Regions from separate parts of the Sus scrofa genome. Here regions 1 and 2 are each linked to region 3. The links are chromatin contacts, called in public HiChIP or PLAC-seq maps. All regions are on one chromosome and are shown on one strand. Each heading gives the region's core, a stretch centred on a gene start, on an enhancer-like site or on the middle of the called end of the contact. The rest is flanking DNA. Distances are from core to core; before and after follow the strand shown.

The links. HiChIP or PLAC-seq counts read pairs in DNA pulled down with a chosen protein or histone mark.
Region 1: an H3K27ac HiChIP or PLAC-seq map of alveolar macrophages shows a contact between it and region 3. The contact joins two enhancer-like sites.
Region 2: an H3K27ac HiChIP or PLAC-seq map of alveolar macrophages shows a contact between it and region 3. The contact joins two enhancer-like sites. A contact is called at or near these places in 2 of 2 datasets of contacts at active chromatin or transcription factors (alveolar macrophages and skeletal muscle).

Annotation. Positions count from the first base shown.
Region 1 is chr16:46,307,985-46,310,684 of Sscrofa11.1, forward strand. No RefSeq gene overlaps it. Among named protein-coding and RNA genes, the nearest start is that of PIK3R1, 130 kb to the right of the region's middle. Within about 2 kb of position 1,422, at least 13 of the 83 cell types and tissues checked have an H3K27ac peak or open chromatin away from gene starts, as enhancers often do. A contact at or near this core is called in alveolar macrophages, where this site is marked.
Region 2 is chr16:46,291,177-46,293,876 of Sscrofa11.1, forward strand. No RefSeq gene overlaps it. Among named protein-coding and RNA genes, the nearest start is that of PIK3R1, 140 kb to the right of the region's middle. Within about 2 kb of position 1,290, at least 19 of the 83 cell types and tissues checked have an H3K27ac peak or open chromatin away from gene starts, as enhancers often do. A contact at or near this core is called in alveolar macrophages, where this site is marked.
Region 3 is chr16:46,117,177-46,119,876 of Sscrofa11.1, forward strand. No RefSeq gene overlaps it. Among named protein-coding and RNA genes, the nearest start is that of PIK3R1, 320 kb to the right of the region's middle. Within about 2 kb of position 1,410, at least 6 of the 83 cell types and tissues checked have an H3K27ac peak or open chromatin away from gene starts, as enhancers often do. A contact at or near this core is called in alveolar macrophages, where this site is marked.

The DNA of each region.
Region 1 (2,700 bases), core at 172-2,671, 190 kb after region 3:
AGTAAGCCACATGCTCTATATGAGTCACACAAAGAGACCCAAATGTTTACCACATTGATGGTAATGTGTTTTAATGGATATCATAGTCCTATTGTTTTCTGATATAGTCAGACCACATCAGGAGGATTATGTTCACTTTCGGGAGTTATTTTTCAAGAGGAATATTTATAGAAAATCAGCCATGAGCGTAAAGACTCTACCCATGGTATATAAAGAACAATTTAAGGGCTCAAGGGTGCCCAATGATTCCGTTACATTTAAGGACAAAGTCTGAAAGCATGCACCATCTGTACCATCACTCTTTCTTCTTTTGTCCAGGGCAGACATTATTGATCAATCATGATTCTCTTTCCTATGGCATTTGCCCAGCATAGCTCTCCAGGCAGCCACAGTCCAATCTATTTGGAATTGGTAACCAAGACAAAACTTATTAGTTGTTCTGCCTGTAAGGGAGGTATAACTTTTCCCAATGAAATATTTGTGATATTAAAAAAAAAAAACTAACTAAACTAGCCCTATCTAGTTCTAGAGGATAAAACTAGAACCTGCGAGTAATAAAAATCCAAGATAATATTTTAATGGTAGTAACTGTCGTCCAAATATCAGGCCTTGGAATGTAGGGAGTCTGGAGGACCACCCGCCAAGGATTAGGGGAGGAAATATCCTTGTTAGGTGGGAGATTGGACTGGATAGTGGCTAAATTTCATCCATCCCTAAAGTTCAATGGATCTTTTCTTGCTTGGCTTTGCTAGTTAGGGCCAGGGAGGCGGGCTAGTAAGAAAGGCTGCAAAGCAAATGTTTACCTTTCAATTGCAGTTATTTCACTGAGAAAGATAACAGAAAACCAGAACCAAAAAAAAAAAAAAAAAAGACAATGGGCAAGCACAAAGAGATAAAATGATGATCTTTAACCTCAATAACAATAGCAACAAAACCCCTTTTTTTAGCTTTTGGGCACTCTTTGACTTTCATTTATGTTAGTTCTTTCCTATTCCCACATACTTTAACCCCCCTCTTTTGGTCAGAAGCCAATTAACTTTGTTAAAAACGGCAGATGCCAGAAGCTTCGCTTAGTGTATTCCAAGACTTGCAAATTCCTTCCCTAATGACATAGTAGAAACTCTGTCGCCACAGTTAAGAGCAGACTAGAGACAATTATTATATTTAAGTCGTGCTTTGCAGGTTATCATGCCCACATCTGCAAGCTATTCCCTTTGTAAAGCCTTTGGGGTCATTTGCCACAGAAAACTCACTGGATAAGTTCCAGCAGCTGCATGAGGACCCATAGCTGAGACTCTTCACTGTGGCTCCAGAAGACAAACTGAGAACTTTCTTTTCAGCAACTCCACACCCACTTCTCAGAGCCAGGCTCCTCTTATCGAGACAGGAAATCTATGCTTGGGATGGAATGAAGGGGCGGTTAGGAACAAATCCTCCAGCAGCCGCGGACCCAGGCTTGTGCAAGGCGAGAGGCCCATCCAGAGAGCTGGTCAGCTTGAGGGCTCTCCTCTGAATCATCTCCCTGTCATCTGTAGAGGAAGACAGCAACAGGACAGGACCTCTGCACAGGACAGTATTTGCAAGCAAATCAGAGAACATGCTGCGAATCACTGAATGCTAGAGTGTTGGCATCCACGGCCTGCAGTGAGGACAGCTGCTCTGGGCCTTGGCGCCCACGTCTGTAAAATGGGGATAGCAATGCCTAATCTTCATGCCCTTGGCACTGGCAAGATTAAAGTAAATAACCATCAAGAGAGCACGTGGAAAGAGTTGTAAGCATTATACAATTCTTAGGATTGTTATGAATACGAACATTGTTTTGAGCCTGTTAGGTTTTGTATTATGATAATTATTTTAAAACCAAGCTGAACTCAAGACCAGTGTCACTGTAATGCTCTTGCCTGGGACTTTGATCAAGTCCATCCTTTCCAAGTTCATCCCTCTCTGAGTTTATCCAGTTTCTGCTGTCCTTGTGTTGACCCTTTGAGTTCCTCACTTAAAAACTGAGGATCAGGGGAGTTCTTGTTGTGGCTCAGTGGTTTAAGAACCAACATAGTGTCTGTGAGGATGTGGGTTTGATCCCTGGCCTTGCTCAGTAGACTCAGGATCCAGTGTTACCGCAAGGTCCCAGATGCGGCTCAGGCCTGGCATTGCTGTGGTTGTGGCCGGCATAGGCTGTGGTGGCTGGCATAGGCCCACAGCTGAGGCTCCAATTTGACCCCTATACTGGGAGCTTCCATCTGCCACAGGTGCAGCCCTAAAAAGAAAAACAAAACAACCTGAGGTTCCGTTCTGGGGATACATGTGGCATACATATTCATGCAGACTTAGAAAATCACACTTCTGCCTGCTGACCTTTGGGACACCCCCTTTGACTTCCATTCCATCCTGCCCTTGTCCATCCCATCCACCCCCATCTCCCTCCCCAGTAAGTTAGAGTTAATTGTATCTACCTGTGTTCTGTCTCTGCTACCAAATATGCATTTGCAAGCTATGCTGATACCTCTGTTTCTCCTGGACTGATTATTCTGGTAGTTTATTTTTTCCCCTTTTAATCTTAGTCCTTTACATCTCCATTTGCTTCTATCTGCCTGAATTTTTACTTTACTTCAAAGAGAGAACCAGAAAAGAAAAGAAATTAAAAGTCTTAAAAACTATTTAGCAAGTATGTAGAAAAAATATCCCTAGTACATAGGGAAG
Region 2 (2,700 bases), core at 40-2,539, 170 kb after region 3:
CTTTCGTTACAAGGGAGGAGGTAACTAGCTAAGAGAGTTTCAGCACAGACTTCTTATATTGACCTTAAGACACAGAAATGAAGGTGTTCCCTGGTTGCCTAGAGGATTAAGTATCCGGCGTTGTCACTCCTGTATGGCGGAGGTTCAGTCCCTGGCCCAGGAACTTCCACATGCCATGAGCATGGCCAAAAAAAAGGACACATAAAATGAAGACAAGGCACCTCCAGTCCCCCACAGGGCACTATCACACGTGTGCATGCACACACATGCACATGCATGTACACATGCACATACACATGTATACACATGCATGCACACACATCTGCTTCACTACCTGAAATAAAACTTTTACATATACAGTGTTTATGAGAACAAACTTTTATTTAAAAAAAAATCCTGAACTTCACAAAAATGGGTCTTTCCACTCCCACCAACAAGCTAATTTCTGCTGTCCTCACTCTTCTGCACTGTTTGTGAGTGGAAATCTGAGGCAACCCTCAGGCTCCAGCTTCCTCCACAAACAACACAGGCAAACAGGTTCCAGGCAGTTGCCCTGACTTTCTTCTCCTGCCCCTTGTGCACCCCCTTCCTGCTCAAATGCCAACAGAAAACCAGCACTTCCTCCAATGTATTCCTTTCTTTCTGCTCTGGTCATGAATGAGTTAAACTTTCTGCCTTCCAACCCAGCCTCACCCCTTAATAATCTTGCTAATATATAACTTATCTTTAGAGAAAGAGATAAGAAGACCCAATCAGTAAAAACTTGTGCTTAGAACAAAGCTCTGACTTAATCGCTAGAACCAGGAGCAAGTTAGATGAAATGGAGAATTTGGCTGAGGCCAAAATCTGGAGCTGCTATTGGGGCAAAGTGAGTGGGATTATGTGTTGGATTCAGGGTAGGTGAGCAGAGGAAATTAGCCTTGCTTCTGGGTCCCATTAGGAGAGCTGGACTCTCCACTTTGCATTCCTTGAATAGCTCTGACCAGCAACCTGAAGTTTGACCAGAAGCCAGCAGGATCTGGAGCACCCAGCCAAGCAAGCTACCCTTTTTTTCCTGGTTCACAGTATCTCTAGGTTTCTGAATATGAACTTCCCTTATTTCAAAGGATGAGAACTGAATTTTCTAATTCTAACTAGAATTTATAATTCTAACTGAATTTTCTAATTCTAATTCTAACTCTTTACAAAGAGCAAGGTGGACACACCGCACCCCACAGCCTGGGTTCTATCTGCCTTGGCCGCTGTGCCATGGTCAGTCCAGAGTAGCAGAGAGGAACTGACTCAGAGCTCTGCTGCCTGCCAGGGACTCAAGTGACCAAACCAAATGGCCATAGGGAGTCACTGTCTTTCCTGTCCATCTCAAGGACTGTAGAAATCAGTGGGAGCTCAATTCGCATAAAGAATCTACTTTCACTTTGGAAAACAGTATGTTTTTATTTTTGCTAATTACCAACATGCAAAAAGCCTAATCGTGAAAGCAAAAGCATAATTTGAACCGAACCGATGGAGTTCGGGTCATCAGATCGTATACACCCCAGTGTTTTGTCTTCTTGAACATAACAATCTTCAGTTGGTCAGATGTTTAATATTTTAAGAGGGCATGGCAGTTTTGTTTTGTAATATCCTCAGTGGTGGTACCTCTTTATTCTTTGAGGGTGGATTTGGTTTTTGAAGGTAACCGAGAGTCACTTGGACTTAAATCTGAAGACTGCAATGGTCATCAGGTTGGGTTTCTGTGGTAGGCAAAATAAATGGCCCCTGGAGTTCCTGTCATGGCTCAGCAGTAAGGAACCCGACTAGTATCCATCAGGTTGAGGGTTCGATCCCTGGCCCCACTCAGTGGGTTAAGGATGCAACATTTCCATGAGCTGTGGTGTAGGTCACAGACGCAGCTCTGATCTGGCATTGCTGTGACTGTGACATAGGCCAGCAGCTGCAGCTCTAATTCAACCCCTAGCCTGGGAACTTCCATGTGCCACAGGTGCAGCCCTAAAAAAGAAAGAAAGAAAAACAAAAAGAAAAGAAAATGTCCCCAATAACCCCTGCCTCCTGGTATTGACACTCTTATATAATCCCTAATACCTGCCTTGGGCTGGACTCACTTCTTAGGAAGAGAAAACAGATCACTTCCAAGAACAGGTTACAAAACATTTGTGGCTTCCATCTCATTCCACTGTCTACCTGTCCATAGCTGTCCTCCTTTTTGCTTTCTGAGGGAAGGACTTGCCATGTTGAGAGCTGCCTTAAAGAGAGGCCAGAAACTGAGCCCTGCAGCTGGCAGCCAGAGGCCCGGAGGTCTGCTAACAGCCATTGCAGTGACCTTGGAGTATACCTTCTCCAGTCAAGCCTTGAGACCCTGCAGGCCCAGCTGGCAGTGAGACTGCAGCCTGGGGCACCCTGTACCAGAGGACCCACATAAACAACACCCAGAGTCCTGACTCACAGAAACTGTGAGATAATAAGTGTTTGTTGATTTCAAGCTGCCTTTTTTTTTTTTTTTTGTCTTTTTTTTTGTATTTTGTAGGGCCACACCCATGGCATATGGAGGTTCCCAGGCTAGGGGGTTTAATTAGAGCTGTAGCTGCCAGCTTACACCACAGCCACAGCAATGCCAGGTCTGAGTCACGTCTTCAAACTACACCACAACTCACAGCAATACCAGATCCTTAACCCACTGAACAAGGCCAAGGATCGAACCCG
Region 3 (2,700 bases), core at 160-2,659:
CTGACTGTCATCCAAGAGGACACAGGTTTGATCCCCAGCCTCACTCAGTGGGTTAAGGATCTGGCGTTGCTGTGAGCTGTGGTGTAGGTCGCAGACACGCCTCAGATCTGACATTGCTGTGGCTGTGGCGTAGGCCACTGGCTATAGCTCCAGTTCAAACCCTAGCCTGGGAAACTTTATATGCCACAGGTGCAGCCCTGAAAAAAAAAAAATAAGTAAGCTGCAGAGCCTGATAAAGGAGAGAGAAGTATGCACCAATAGGCCTGAGAAAACCTGGGAGATACATAAATGTCTCAAACACAACACCGTATTATTTAGGGGTTTAAGTTTGGAGAATACAGAACTTGCCTATGAAAAAAGGCTGGTCAATACTTATTTTAACTGAATAAAGTAGAAAATATAGAGACTTTCACCCAGAAAGAAAAGCTGAATAAAGTAAGGGGTGGTTAGATGCACTTGTGAGTGGGAATCCAAATGCAATAGATAAATTTATTTTCTTTAAATTTCCAAACCAGTAGCGTATTTCTGGGCAGAGTTCAACACTGACACTGGAGCATCTCACTAATTTTGGAGCCTCACCACCACTTACTAATGGCTGCTCACCCAGCACTAATGTAGGCTGTGTTCCACGCAGCCCAGGAATGAAGTGGCCATTATGGAAATAGAGCAGATGTGGTTAAAGGCAGCAGCACACCATACCCAAAGCTCCCAAAATAAACTCGCTTACATAATATGCAAAAACTCCCAATCACTCCCTCAGCTTCTCTTGGCAGAACAAGCTGATTCTATCAAGAGGAAATATTACATTATCCAAGATAAGGAACTCTACTCACGAGTCACTCCTACAATAACTCTCTTTATGAACTTCCATTGGAAAGATCTTTTTTTGACCCCTTTCACTACACAGAAACAGTAGTTGTGAGAATCAAATTGGTCAGCAGAAACAAAAGATGATGCCACAGAAACTCCCCCACTCACCTGTTTCCCCATCAAGCATTTGCTTCATTTGAAAACAGGTCCTTCTGAAAGTCAGTGTAGCACTGCTTATTTGGACATTATGTTTTATTCAGAGTTGCCCACCCCTTGCTCTCATCTTTATATCGTAAATTCATTTTGAGGGCAGGGATCTGACTGCTCACAAATTTTGCCTATTGGAGTGTTCTTTCAAACAGAAAGCAAAAGTAGTGTTTTTTGGTAACAAGAATAACAACGATGATGAAGAGGGCATGAAAACACTTTGGGAGTGTCTGATGCAGCCCAGGGCAGAAAGTCTGCTGGTGGGTCAGAGCTGGTGACATGACACAGTCATGGAAGAAGCCCCCTATACAACTGCTATGGTTAGAACAGGCTCTTCCTGATTTTAAATGTCTATGCATCAAATGACTGGTTAGCCAAGAAATGTGGTTATAGTGTCTGACTCATTAAAAAAAAAGTGTATTTTCCTCCTTGACTTTTCTGTTTCTCTGTATACAATCCAGATCCCCTTACTGTATTTTATCACTTGTTCTTATTGTTGCAACAAACATAAGAAAGTCAAAGTGTTGCATGTGCTGCTGTATAGTACTAAGGAGAAAACCCCTGGGGAACACATTTGCTGCAGCCCAAACCACATAGCCATCATTAGGCACCAGCAAAGCAATGAGAGGGAGGAAGAAATGGCATTAGTGGGGATGACTGTTCCTTTAAGGGTGTGCAAAACCACAGGCAGGAAATAGGGAGCCCAAACATTTGTGTTTGCTGCAGAGGAAATCACTCATCCTCAGCCCCTCATCTTTGGCCAGGCAGAGCTCCGATCACCTATTCCTGAGTCAAGAAGGGGCAGAGAGCACGGGGAAGGGCAGTACAAAGAGATTGCTCACATGGAGGGGGCATTCCCACATGTGCCAGAGGTCCCCTTGGTAATGATAACAATAGCCATCATTTTTTATATATATAATGATTTTTAATTTTTTTCCATTATAGCTGGTTTACAGTGTTCTGTCAATTTTCTACTGTACACCATGGTGACTGAGTTACACATACATGCATACATTTTTTTTTCACATTATCATACTCCATCATAAGTGACCAGTGCTACACAGCAGGATCTCATTGCTAATCCATTCCAAAGGTAATAGTCTGCATCTATTAACCCCAAGCACCCCATCCATCCCACTCCCTCCCCTCCCCCTGGGCAACCACAAGTCTACTTTCCAAGTCCATGATTTTCTTAAAAATTATAATTGATTTACAATGTTGTGCCAATTTCTGCTATATAGCAAAGTGACTCAGTTGTGCACATAGATATACATTCTTTTTTTCATACTATCTTCGATCATGTTCTATCACAAGAGAATAGATATAGTTCCCTGTGCTATACAATAGGAACAATAACCACCATTTATGAACCTTTGATATGCGCCCGTCTCTGAGCTACGTGCTTTCTGTACACAATCTGATTTAATCCTTACAACCCCCCTTATGAGGTAGGTCTAATTAACCTTCAAAAAATCATTTATTGGTTTATTTTTCTCTACAAAACACATTAGTCATTCATTTAAATATCTGACTTCATTAGAAGCCATGTTAACACTTTTTCTCCCTCTTGCCATAAAAACACACTAAGAAATTTCCTTTGAAAACAAACAGCTATGACCTAGTGTTCTGGTTTCCTCTCCCTCAGCTAATGTGCACCTCAGTGATAGCAATTGGTAAATCACG